2 separate regions of the Mus musculus genome follow, and region 2 is linked to region 1. A link is a contact called in public Hi-C data. All regions are on one chromosome and are shown on one strand. The core of a region is the stretch at or near the end of the contact, and the rest is flanking DNA. Distances in the headings are between cores, read along the strand shown. Region 1 has its middle 29 kb from the start of Gm35098. Region 2 overlaps Man2a1 (mannosidase 2, alpha 1).

What was found. A called contact is a pair of places that touch in the nucleus more often than the background predicts.
Region 2: a contact with region 1 is called in a Hi-C map of liver, with 5 times the contacts expected there. The contact joins two enhancer-like sites. A contact is called at or near these places in 5 of 39 promoter capture datasets (embryonic stem cells, hippocampal neurons, liver and 2 more), 3 of 484 Hi-C or Micro-C datasets (Sertoli cells, liver and nephron progenitors), 1 of 115 datasets of contacts at active chromatin or transcription factors (embryonic stem cells) and 1 of 9 other capture datasets (embryonic stem cells).

Annotation. Positions count from the first base shown.
Region 1 is chr17:64,497,117-64,503,382 of GRCm38.p6, reverse strand. No RefSeq gene overlaps it. Among named protein-coding and RNA genes, the nearest start is that of Gm35098, 29 kb to the left of the region's middle. Within about 2 kb of position 3,607, at least 2 of the 459 cell types and tissues checked have an H3K27ac peak or open chromatin away from gene starts, as enhancers often do. A contact at or near this core is called in liver, where this site is marked.
Region 2 is chr17:64,742,333-64,748,743 of GRCm38.p6, reverse strand. The region is part of intron 20 of Man2a1 (mannosidase 2, alpha 1); the gene reads right to left. Among named protein-coding and RNA genes, the nearest start is that of Dreh, 22 kb to the left of the region's middle. Within about 2 kb of position 1,698, at least 27 of the 459 cell types and tissues checked have an H3K27ac peak or open chromatin away from gene starts, as enhancers often do. A contact at or near this core is called in liver, where this site is marked.

The DNA of each region.
Region 1 (6,266 bases), core at 2,358-4,857:
TTTTCCATCCTGTAGGTTGGATAATTATAACCCAAATGGAATTCACAGACATGCCAGGTCTCTTATGTAAAAGTTAGGGCATTGATTAGGAAAGAGCAAAATTTGAAAGTGAGGACATTTAGGCAGATTCCAATCATTTGGAGAATCATAAACTTTCAAGTCCCACCAATCCTTCTTTTTTCCTTTTTTAAAATTACCCTCCTCTTGCTTAAGACCCTGGCATAGTCATAGTCACGTCTCACTACCGTTTCTGGTGGTTCTGTGGCCCAATAGCTAAAGTTAGAGACCAATAGACCCTGGGGTGTAGGATTTGATCTAGGCAGGCATATAATACATGCACTGAAGAACTGAAAGATTTATTCTATTGTTAGAACCTTGGAAAGCACTTGTGAGGATGCAATGTGATGATTTTAGATTCAACAACAAGAAGCATAAGATGGGCAATGGCCAACTGTAGACCAGACTCAACACTCCATCAGAATGTCTGAGATGACTCTCTAGATGGCTTACTTGACGGGATAACTAAAACCAGGACCCAAGAGTAGCCTTCATTAAATGCAATTGATTTCTAAACAAAACCAAAAAAAAAAAAAAAAAATCAAAAGCCAAAAATATTGGGATGTATCAGTCAGAAGCCATTTGATCATCTGCCCTATCCCCATTATGTCCCCCAAGAGAGGCAAGAGGCCCTGAGAGATGTATTAGTGTCTTTGAAAGTACCAGTGACATTCTTCTGTGGATTAGTGATGGTTGTACAGTATGACACTATTTGGGCATGCTGCAAGGACATCCAGAGGCCTGGTGACAGCACTTGCCACCAGAGATAAGGCAGCCAAGGTTACTGTACTGGATAAGAAGCCCGAGTTTGTGATCTGAAGGTTTTGTCTACACTGATTGCTGTCAGGGACATTTCTTCAATCACAGATCTCCTTTACTATAAAGTTGTAAATGTTTTATAATAATAATTGATTCACCATTTTTTTTCAAGTCTAACGCACAGCTGTCTCCTTTATTAAGAAGCCTTAGCAGAGTTGCAGATCTAATTTGTCTTCACAGGGCCCTTCAAAACCAAGGAGGCTGTGATGTCACAAGGAAGGACACAGGAGATGGCAACAAGACTGGACTTCAAAATCTTGTCCTAGCTTTTCCTCCAAGGAAACATATTTGTTTATCAAAACAGTTCCGTGTGGCAGAAAAATACCTCATCATTGTAGGGTCTCTGAACACTGGTTCTAAAATGCTTAACCCTTGGAGAACCCCACATTTTAGGGTCTACTAGCTGTACTGGGAAATGAGTTGTCAGGAATAGGGGGAACATTGGCAAGGGTGTCTTCCAGAGGACCTAGTGCCTTGTGGTGGTTTTCCCAACTTGCAGAACCCTATGTCAAATCCTTGAGTAGAGCCATATCATAATAGGAACAGCCTTTTTTTTTTTTTGACAAAAGTCACAAATATTCTACAGTCTTGAGGGAGATATTTAGAGATTCCTATGATCACCTAAAACTGAGACATGCCAAGGATGGTAATTCCTATCCCATTTGCAGAAATTTCCCCAGTTTGTCACGTGCAGAAGAAAGATGAGTTTTGAAAAAGAACAATAGATTTTTATAAACTTAATCAGGTCAGGACATCAGTTACAGATACATCTCTGCCTGGGCTGTCTTGTAAGTACCAAGTGCTAATTGATTGTACCGCCGAAGCTCCCAGATACATCTCAATGACTGCAAATCAATTTATTCTGGGCTGTCACCTTTAACACTCTCGATCTGGCAAATGATTTTTTTTTGGGGGGGGCTATACAATTTATAAGGACTACTTACTGTTGTTGTAAATGCTGAATTAAGCCCCTGGGAAAGATGGAGCAGAGAATTATGTGCCGATCTGTGTTGGTTAAGAATAAAACCATGCTTCTGTGATAATTCTTTGAAGAAACCCGTGGAATAGAGTTGGACTCCTGGAGAGGTTGAGTGACTAGACTTGGACTGTCAAGCAGCCACATGTACTGAGCTACCATCTGGACCTGGGGGCCATCTCCTGTCACAGATGTGGCCACAGGCACAGTACTGTATAATCACATTGGAGGAGTAGAGACAAGGCCAAGTCTAAATGGGCCTCAGAAACACATTCAAAATCCATGAGCATTGGGGTCTCCATGGCCCTATACCTTCTGTCTTAGTGCCCCTCCCTGGCCCTGTCCTACAGCCCTGCAGTAAACTAGCTGAGAAAGGAAATCCTTAGACATGACCTAAAGATGACTCTGTCGATGTTCTACCCCAGTACTGAGTGGTGCTGAGTGCCAGCCTTACCTGTGAGAGAGTAAATTAAAGTAGCCAGTGATTTCCACAGGATGGAACCCTCAAAAGGTTAGGGAGCACTCAGAGTTGTCTGTCTGTGGTCTCAGCTTTGAGGGAGGACCTCTCAAGTCTAGGAACTGGGAGACCAACCTATAATACCCTTTTGAAGGGAAAACAAAAAGCAAGCAACAACAATGTGACAGAGATATTATTCTTATTTTAATTATATATAATCAATTTATAGATAAATAATATATAACAATTATATATTCATATTATATTTAAATTAATATGAATATATTATATATTTACATTTATATATTATATTTTATATTATATATTTTATATAATATAAATATTCATAAAATATAATGTAACATGATGTTATATATTATATAATTTATATTGAAATGTATTTATAATTATAATAATATATACTTATAAATTATTGTTTAATGATTTCATGAAATAGTAATTTACTTAGTGATGATTAATAATGTATAATTAACTATAATATTATACAATTATTATTATTTTTATTATTATTATTTCCATATACAGAATTATGTTTTACATTCTAGAACTTAAGATTTCATCACAAATTCACCTTCATGCCTTGTTTCCTGATGGTTCCCCCCCCTTCTCTCTCTCTCTGACTTTTACCCTCTACCCACAAACCACCACAGCTTTTAGCCCATGATGGTTCTCCCAGTAGCTACCACTCCATCTAATAACATAACTTTTATCTCTCTTCAATGTCTTCTTCCTTATTTTTCCTTTCCATCTTGTTCTTTATACCTATTACCTCCTAAACAAGCATCCCTAAGCCCAGATGCTTACAGAGGAGAAGCAAATGGTGTCATAGCCTAATAGCAGACGGTTAACACAGCACATGGTTTTTATGTCCTTATAGCCATGGCAAAACCCATCTCTCTGTTGCTTTCCAAGCATGTTGGCAAATAATCACCAAGACTCACCTTGAGTAGCAAGAATAAAGACAGACAGATGAGAAGCATGACAAACTTTGAACAGGTACCACCGCGCAGCACCTTGAATGGGTGCCAGGAATGAGGGGCTGACAGAGTCAGATGTGACCACAGAAACTGAGACGTTATATTTTTATGTGAACTCTATGAGTCTGAATTTGGTCTCCCATTTGCTAACACGCTGTGCCAATTGGAAATTGCAGGAAGTTACCAGCCAGACAACAGCCTGCAACTCTGGTCTGCGATGCAAGCAATGGATCTTAGTGTGTCTGGGAGTGCTGAACATGCAGCCTCGCAGTGCCTTCTCGTTAATTATTTCTTACTTTTGGTTAAGCTTTTACAAATCTAAAATTGAATGTTATCGGATGCTACAGCTAGCAATGGAGAAAGAGAGCGGCTTCTTTGCTCTCTTTACTCTAGAGCCTGGTCTATCCTTTGCCGGTAGCGGAGACTCAAATACGTTTTGAGTTGTTGAAAGAGAACACATCAAGTGCACGTTAACAGATTAGTTGCACTTTGCTGTGCGATCAGAAGCAAGACTCCACCTAAGGCTAAGGTTAGGGAGTAGGAGACATGGTTTTGATGAAGAGGCTGGGTCCAGAGAGGTATTAAATGCTGCCCTCAGGAGGCGTAACGAGGCATCTCACTGATTTCAGCTATGGAGGTCAACAGAGAGCCCTGAGCCTTCAAGAGTCTTTGTAGCACAGTAAACCCTGTTTATTTGCTATCTGCTGCCCTGAGTCGCTGTGAGGCACAAAGGCTCTGTCTGCCTCTGTAAATACAGTGACATGACTGTCACTTCTCTATGCAACTTGCCAGAAACCTGCTGATTTGTGACCGTCACTTGATACATAGCATTAAATGGATACTCTGAGTGGAACCCTAATATACAAAGAATATTCTGCAGAAAGATATATATATATATATATATATATATATATATATATATATATATCCCTCCTAACTTCACAAGTTTGAAGAATTCTCAGAGTTGTATATGTTTTCAAGGAATAATATCAATAAAGTAGTTAGCTTCCAAGATCAAACCCACAGTGATTGTGTAATCACGCAGGCAGGTGGCCATGGGTCTACTGGTGTACACTACTGCTTTCTGATAAAATGAAGATATGAACTACGTTACATAAAAATGAAAGGCTCGTAGTTTGTTGACTACATACTGAGTCATGCTCCAATTATTTTTAAAGGGAGAACTTGTTAGTATTTTCTGTTAGATTAACATGCCAGACAACATCTGCTTAGTCTTTCTCTTTCTCTCTCTCTATTTAATGAAAATATTTTTTTAAAATTTGCCATATGTTGGATGATACATTTTAAGTCCATAATAATGATAACACTTTATTATGCATATACAAACCTGCTCTAAGTTAGAACAGCATTTAGAATAGGAAAAGCTCAGTGAATAAAACTGTAGTTCCGGAATGTCATTTTGTAGGACTTGGGATCTTATTTCTTTGAGATTGCCAGCACCCTACACTTCCCAACACACATTCTTTATTTTATAACGAGCAATGAAGAAATATTTAGCTGTGCATAGAATCAGGCAATTGTGCCTTACATATGAAGTTAGATAAAAATATTTCATATTCCATACAACCGTAATGCGATCTTACAAATTGTTCCATATAAGCTACAAAGCTTACCATAATTGGCAAATGTTTATAGAATAGTTGCTATGTGTTTGATTGTAGGCATTGGGACTATGTAAATAAGTATACAAAAAGAATCTGTTTGTCCCCAAGACTTAAATTCTAAACTATTATGATGTGAACATTTCCATTCTGCTGGGTTTTATGTGTTAGGTAAATGAAATAATAGATAACAGAATCGACTTATAGTCCCATGTGTTCATACTTATGGATATGATGCCTTTCAAATATACTCTCTGTTATTTTCTATGCCCCCTTAGCATCACATGTTGGCAAATTCTCCTGTCTTGGCGGTACAGATGAAGCAACTGGGTGATCTATTCCCACAGCCACTGTCCTAAGGACAGTTTAATCTCTTCCCGACTTTGGCAAACATGAGTTGTGAAAAATAACTGGAGAGGGTAGTGAAGGAGAGGAGGACAGAGGAAAGAGGATAAAGGAGGAGAGAGGAGAGAGGGGAAAGAAAGGAAACAGGAGAGAGGAAAGGAGGGAGCGGAGAGAGGAGAGGAGAGGAGAGGAGAGGAGAGGAGAGGAGAGGAGAGGAGAGGAGAGGAGAGGAGAGGAGAGGAGAGGAGAGAGAGGAGACAGAAAGGAGAGTATCAAGAGACAGAAGACAGGAGAGAGAGAGGAGGAGAGAGAGGGGAGAGAGGAGATACATAGGAGAGAGGAAAGAGAAAGGAGGGGGAGGAGACAGGAGACAGGAGAGGAGGGGAAGAGAGGAGATGAGGGGAGAGGAGAGGAGAGTGGACAAGAAGGGAGGGGAGAGGAGAGGAGATGAGGGGAAGGGAGAGGAGACAGGAGAGGAGATAAAGGGAGAGGGCATAGGAGAGGAAGCCCTGAATGCAGTCACATACTAGGAATCCCAGGAATAACTGAGGCTGAGGGGTGACAGCAGTCACCGACTGTACTTGATCCTCACTTCTGCTAAGTAATGAGATGACATTTCTCTCCAGTCCTTGGATTCATAAAAGGTTTCCTGAATTTCTTTGACTAGTGGAAGATAAACAGGAATAGCTCTGCTGCCGTGGCTGTGGCTCTTCAGCTGAAATGGATCCTTTCATAGCCAAAGCTCCAGTGTGGTTGAGACCAACAGAGAGTCCCTGACAGCCTATTCTGGAAGTACAGCATAGGCAAGCCACATGCTTGCACTCTGTCAAGCCTTTGCATTTGATGTTCCTTTGCCTACCACATCTCTAACTCTGTGTCTGTTAGTGCAGTCTCGCTTCCTCTACCCTCGGTTATGGATGTCAGGAATTTATCCCGATAGCTGTTTTTACGTTGTTATCATATGATTGCCTGCAATTGTGGCAACTCGAGAA
Region 2 (6,411 bases), core at 449-2,948, 250 kb before region 1:
TTTTATTAATAAATTTCCCCACTGACATTATAGTTTTTTTGCTAAAGAATAAGAGAACTGTTAAATTACATATCTATGGTTACATGTCAAAGCCCCAAACTGTCTATATGTGGTCTCACAGATTAAATGGCCTCTTAATCAAACTCTTTCAGAAGCACTTGCCACTATTAACCTAAAACATGCAGGATTTTTTTTAACTCTCTGGACCATTTATAAAAGCTACTTAATCTAGTGCTGTAGACTATTCCTAAGATGTATACACACATGAGAGAAATCTACATGGAATTGCCAAATGACAGGGAACAGATGCCCCAGACAGATATCTTTCACCAGCAAGTGAAGCTTCCAGTGTCAGGGATGGGTTATATTTAGTTGATTCTTTGGTCAAGGGACACTGTGGAGACGCTCAAACATTCTGGGCTACTGCCAAGGCTCACTGATTGCCTTCAGCAAACAAGAGGCAAAGTCCTATTGCTAAAGGCACTACTTATGTATCTCAGTGAGTAGAAACTTGAGCTTCACTTAAATTGCTATTCATAAATTCATGAAATTACTATTCTGCTAAAGGAATATAGTAATAACTCCTAATGACGTGTTATAATCATAGATCAGTGTCTTGCTCAGCAATCCCTAGAGAAACTTCCTCCAGCAGTACACAGGAACTAGTACAGCGGCAGCGGCAGCGTGCATAGTACCTTCAGAGGTTCAAGTCAGAGGGGAGATGTTGACACAACCTCCACCCCTAACCAAGGAGCTATCTGCAAGTGACAGCCACTTGCAGAGGACAAATTAGTCTTCTCCAGTGGAGTCTCGGTGTGTACATTACTACACCTTAGGGCCGGCCCATGCCCAGGAGTCATTGGGTAACAACATAAACTCAATGGCATTTTGTAAACCTTTAATCTTACTTGGCTTTTTTTTGGGCTAAGCTTGGGACTCCTTCGGGCACTCCCTTTTGGAACTTCCACTCTGGAGAGGACATGTGTAAACACTGGCAAACGAACTGCCCTCAACTAAACCCTCAGCCACAGATAGCTGCCATTTCCAGCAATGGGAGCAAGTCTGCCTAGTGCTAGTGCTGAGCTGGGGAAGTAGCTGTGGGCTTCCGCTACGCAAGAAGCTATGTGCAATGGACACACCTCAGGACAGGCACAATGCCCAGCAGCAGAGGCTAACACAAAACAAACCCAAGGGAATTTTCGTAGACTTTGGTCTCATATTGATTTATTTGGGAGTTTTTTTTTTATCTTATTTGTCTTGTATTTGTCTTTTATAGTTTCTGATTTAGTGTTTTGCCTGTTTGTATTAGAGAGAGGGGGGACGGGCATGGAGTTCTTGAGAATTCTCTTGAATGGGTGGGAAGGATCTTGGATGAGTTGGAGAAAGAGGGAGCATGATCAGAATATATCCATGAATTTTTTTTCAATAAAATAAAGTAAATCAAAAATGGGAAAATGTTAATTTAAGTTGAATATACATTCAAGAAAACTTCATACATTCACACAGGTATACGATGTGCTCTTAGAAAGCAAATAGATTGAAATAATTTTTAAAAAATCCGCTAACATGTTATTAATATCAGGACATCAGAGAAGGAGAGGGTTGTGGGTGTGTATCATATGGAAACAGCACCAAGTACTATGGTGACAACTGTCTGCCAGATAGGCCAGGTCACATGTAAGTGTGAATCCCTGAGGTCAGGCTGGGCGGTCCACAGTCAGCAATCCTCACAGAAGTCATTCTCGGAGATAAGATCAGTCTACACAGAACTTAGCTGTGAGGCCAGTCCTGCAAACGGATGTGGGAGAGTGATCTTCACAAGGCATTCCTCGGAGAAAGCCAGTCATGAGGTTTTGAATAACCGTTAAGTTTCAGTAAATGCAGGGAGCTGGGTGAGAGCCTCTTCTCACTCAAAGCATTGTGGCAGGGACAGTGACAATTAACACACACTGAACGCAGGCTGTACACCACCACAGTGACAGTGACTAACACACACTGAACACAGGCTGTACGCCAGACAAGACATATGATGCTTTGCATGGACAAACTTACTTTATGCCACAACAGCCTTTATGATGGTTAACAAAATGGCTAATGAAATAATGTACTGTTAGCAAGTTTGAATATGCAGGAACATCCCCACCACAAAGCATTCTCTCTTACAGTGTCCGAGCAATGATATGACCCTGGTTTAGTACCCCAGGACCTTACCTAACTCACTGGTGGCTACACTCTGTAAGAGAAGATAAGAAAGGATGGTCCGCAACGTTCCCAGCAGTGTTTCTTCCTTCTTCCTTCCGTGCTGAGTAACAGGCAGCACAGGATGAGCCCCACCTCTGATCAGACTCTCCAAGGGCAGCACAGGCCACATAGCCTCCTCATAGGACCTCAAGGCGTTCACATACGAAGGCCAAGCTAAACACCTTGTAGGAAACCTTCTCTAAACTGCTCATATTCTTCAAGAATTTAGACAGTTATAGAAGCCTACTTAGTAGCCCATATAACACCCGTCTTCATTGTATTCTGGCAGGGAGAGACTTGGAAAATCCCACATTTCACTGCAAGTCCCAAGACCGAAGAAAGTAACTGGTAAAGATTCATTTTCCAGGACACTCATTAAAATGCCCAGTAACAGTTCTTAGTGTTGATGAACAAGATAAGACGATGGATGTTAAGGGAAGGTGAGCAGTTGTTCTTAGATATGTACAACAAAGAACACCCACCCCTTCAATTTTCACCTTTCCAGAAGCTACGGAGATCAATAAAGCACCAATCAATTCTTATAAAACAGGAGAAAGGAAAACCTCAAAGTGCCACTTACGAGAATGGGGGTGGTGGTGTAAACAAGTGGAGAGAGAGAAAGAGAGTTTCACATTAAAAGCGGCACTGACTTTGAAATGATTGGTTAACTATTTGCAAGAACAGTTAACCTTAAAAAAAATCACACAGAGAACAGAGCAATATGTGCGAATTAATGAGAATGTTACAACAAAAATAACAATGGAGTAAGTTGACAGAACGTGAGCTACATGTGATTTTTTCAAAGCCATAAAGCAGGATGGCACCACCTCCCAGCTGGATGCTGGGCAGCATATCTCTTTGGCTTGCTCTGTTCTAAGAGTGATTTGTAAGTCCACCCTGTAGAGTTCTGAATCATGATCCGTCTTCCCATGGGAGCTGCAGGGATCTGAGTGGGAATGGCCCCCACTGGCTCATGTATTGGTGGAACTGTTTGGGAAGGATTAGGAGGTGTGGCCTTGTTGGAGGAGGCGTGTCACTGGGGTGGGCTTTGAGCTTTCCAAAGCCCACACCATTCCTAGTTAGCCTCCCTTTCGACATCTCCTGATTGTTGTCTCAAGATGTGAGCTCTCAGCTACTGCTGCAGTGCTGTGCTAGTCTGCCTGCTTCCTCGCTTCTTGCCATGATGACAATGGACTAGACCTCTGAAACTGCAAGCATGCTCCAACTAAATGCTTTCTTTTTGTAAGGTGCCTTGGTCATGGTGTTTTAGGACAGCAACTGGGAAGTAACTAAGATGAGTCTTTCAGCATCCTCTCTACCAAAAATCCCTTTTCCTTAAAGAGTTATCCTTTCTTGGTGCCCTAGACTTTCCTGCTTAGTATACTCTGGCAGTGTTCATGTTACCCAGGTTGAAACCTTTAAAGAAGCTTCACCTGAAGTGTCTGATGGCAAAGGGAGGGCAGAATGATCACTAGAAGGAGGCTCACAGAAGCGAGGGTGATGAGGCACGTTAGGTGAGAAGGTTAGCAGTTACATTTGCAGGCAGCAGCTGGAATGACCTAGCTCACACCACGTTCTGTGACAGGGCTCCTGAGGTGCCTGTCATCTCATTACACATACACACATACACAGTATGGAATTACTTTTCAAATACAGAAAGTGCAAGTGTAAATATGCCTATATGAAAGCATAAGGTCATCTACTGGTAACAGGATGATGCCCACAAGCTTGGAACTTTCACAAACAGAAACAGTAATTCTGAAAAAGATCAAACAACACCTTCTGCGTCCACAAACAGGGCTCAGAAACAGGCCTTATAGGGGATTTTATCTTAATTTAGTCTCTAGCCCTTATTTTAAATGGAGGTAACTTATTCATTTCTAATCTCAAATGGGAAGGGTTTTCTAAATTTTTATTTTAAGCTATTTTAAGTAAATTACTTTAAGCAGTTATTTAAATTGTTATTACACGTCTAGGCTCTGCTATCTATAGACAAACAGGCCCAGAATCATCAAGTTGGGTACATTTGTTACAATCTTTGTTTCTGAAGGTCATGGGCATGAGCTCAGTTCAGAGAATCTGGAGACTGGGACTCAATTGAACCATAGAACCATCTTCCAGCCCAACCTTGACTCACACTCACTGCACGCCCAGCTCTCCCTTGACCTCTCTCACTGCTCTCTGAACCCATAATTCTTTTATCCACTGTCAGCAAGAACCAGGCTGAAATTTAGAACTGAGTGGCCATGGATGGGGTCTGGGCAGAAAAGGTGCCCCATAACGCCACTACCTGCAGCTAGCAGGCAGGAAGGATCAAGTGCCTCTGTCAGACGTACTGGGAAAATGTTAAGTGACACACTGGCAGTGCGAACTTGGGTATCTCTCAGACACGGATATCTACATCAACAGGGCTCTGTGAGGAAGGAGTTACAAGAATCCAGACGATTCACACTGTCATATACTGAATGCTGCCAGCACGTGGAGCCAGGAAGCCAACTCAGAATCCTGAAATGGAGGCTATGATTCACCGGTCAATCCCTCTCTAGCTCTGCAGTCAATTCTTTGGCATCTTGTGGAGTTACAATGGCTACATTTTTAGGCAGCTTCACCAAACAATGATCTTTCCTTTCGTAAAGGTTAAGGGACAAAGAGCAACTTTTTATAGGTGTCAATGGACCAGTCAATCTCCTGTGCTCTCAACTCTGAACACATGCTCAGAGTCCAAAGCTAACACAGGACCTGGCCAACAGATCCGATCACACAGAAACAGCCTCGTGCCTTCGGTTCTGGTTCCATGCCAGAGACATTTCGGTACCTGTTCTCTGGATGTATGCTTTCTCTCTATTCCCTCTGCCCCAAATCTGTCCTTCTCCTCACAGTCGCATATTGTAAGCATCATTAGGATCAACTGCTGCTTTACTGGGTGTCCCTGTCTTTCAGAGCCTTTCCAAACATCATTTTGCTTTTCATAACATCCTTGGGGCAGGTATGTCTGACACAGACTAAGCTAAGTCAGCAGTCTCAAGGTCCACGAGAAGGCAGGTGGCTGCAGCCAGTAGAGTGTCTGTAGCCTGGATAGAGCCCAAATGCACAAGGGCATCAACTAGTCTGGTAGGGAATGGGACTTTCACATGGGTGGTGCCAACTGGCCTTAACTGTCAACTTCATACAGCCCAGTGTCATCTACAGGGAAACCCCAGAGTGAGGAGCTGTTGTTAACAGTTGGTTTATGGCTAGGTCTGAGAGGAATTCTTTTGTCTGACTGATATAGATGGATGCAGTCCACTGTAGCAGTGCCATTCCCCGGTAGGTGGTCTAGGGCTATAAAAGAACAGTAGCTCAGACTGCAAGTTGGCCAACAAGAGTCCTCCATGGCTTCTGCTCTAGGTTCTTGAGTTCCCGACGACTTCCCTCAGGGAGAGACTGATACCTGAGAGTGTTAAACTGAAATAAAACTTTTCCTCCCAGAAGTTCCTTTGTGTTTTATCACAGCAACAGAGACAGAGGCAAACTAGAACAGGAAGTAATTAGACTCCTATAACTGGAAGACGGCCAACAAAAAGGCCATAAAGTTGCCATTAAAAAGCAATGATGTGAAAAACAGGCCAGTCTTGGACTACAGAGGTATCTCTACTCTCCACTGAGTGACTTGGGCAACTACTGAGACTCCATGAAAAGCACGCCTTTAACACAATCCCAGGAGATGAGTCATCTATAAATGAGGCTGAGGGACACTGGGCAGAATCCCCCCAACTGTCAGAAGCCCTTGGCATTCTCAGGCTGCTAATGAGCCCTGCATCTATGTCAAGATGTAGGAACCTGTGCTGCGGAACCTTTCCTGCCCTTGTGTTCCCTTTCAGCTTATGAATTTGTGACACGTGACCTCAAAGACGCTACCTGGCCCTCATCTGTTCTTTCCATGGGCCACTCTGGTCTTCATGGGCCAAAAGAGAAGGCAGAAAAGAACATGATAAAACACTAGAGGAAACAATCTCATGATTCACTTATTCAAAGAAGGCCCCGTTCCATGTGTGGGCTCTGTTCAAGGCAGGAGCTGTAGCAATGGACAGAAGAGCTAAGCTCCCACATTCTGGCCACATGTGCCACTCATGACTTTCACACTTGCTCTTGAGTCTGCCGAGAGCTTCCTCTCACTGTCCTTACAGCCTC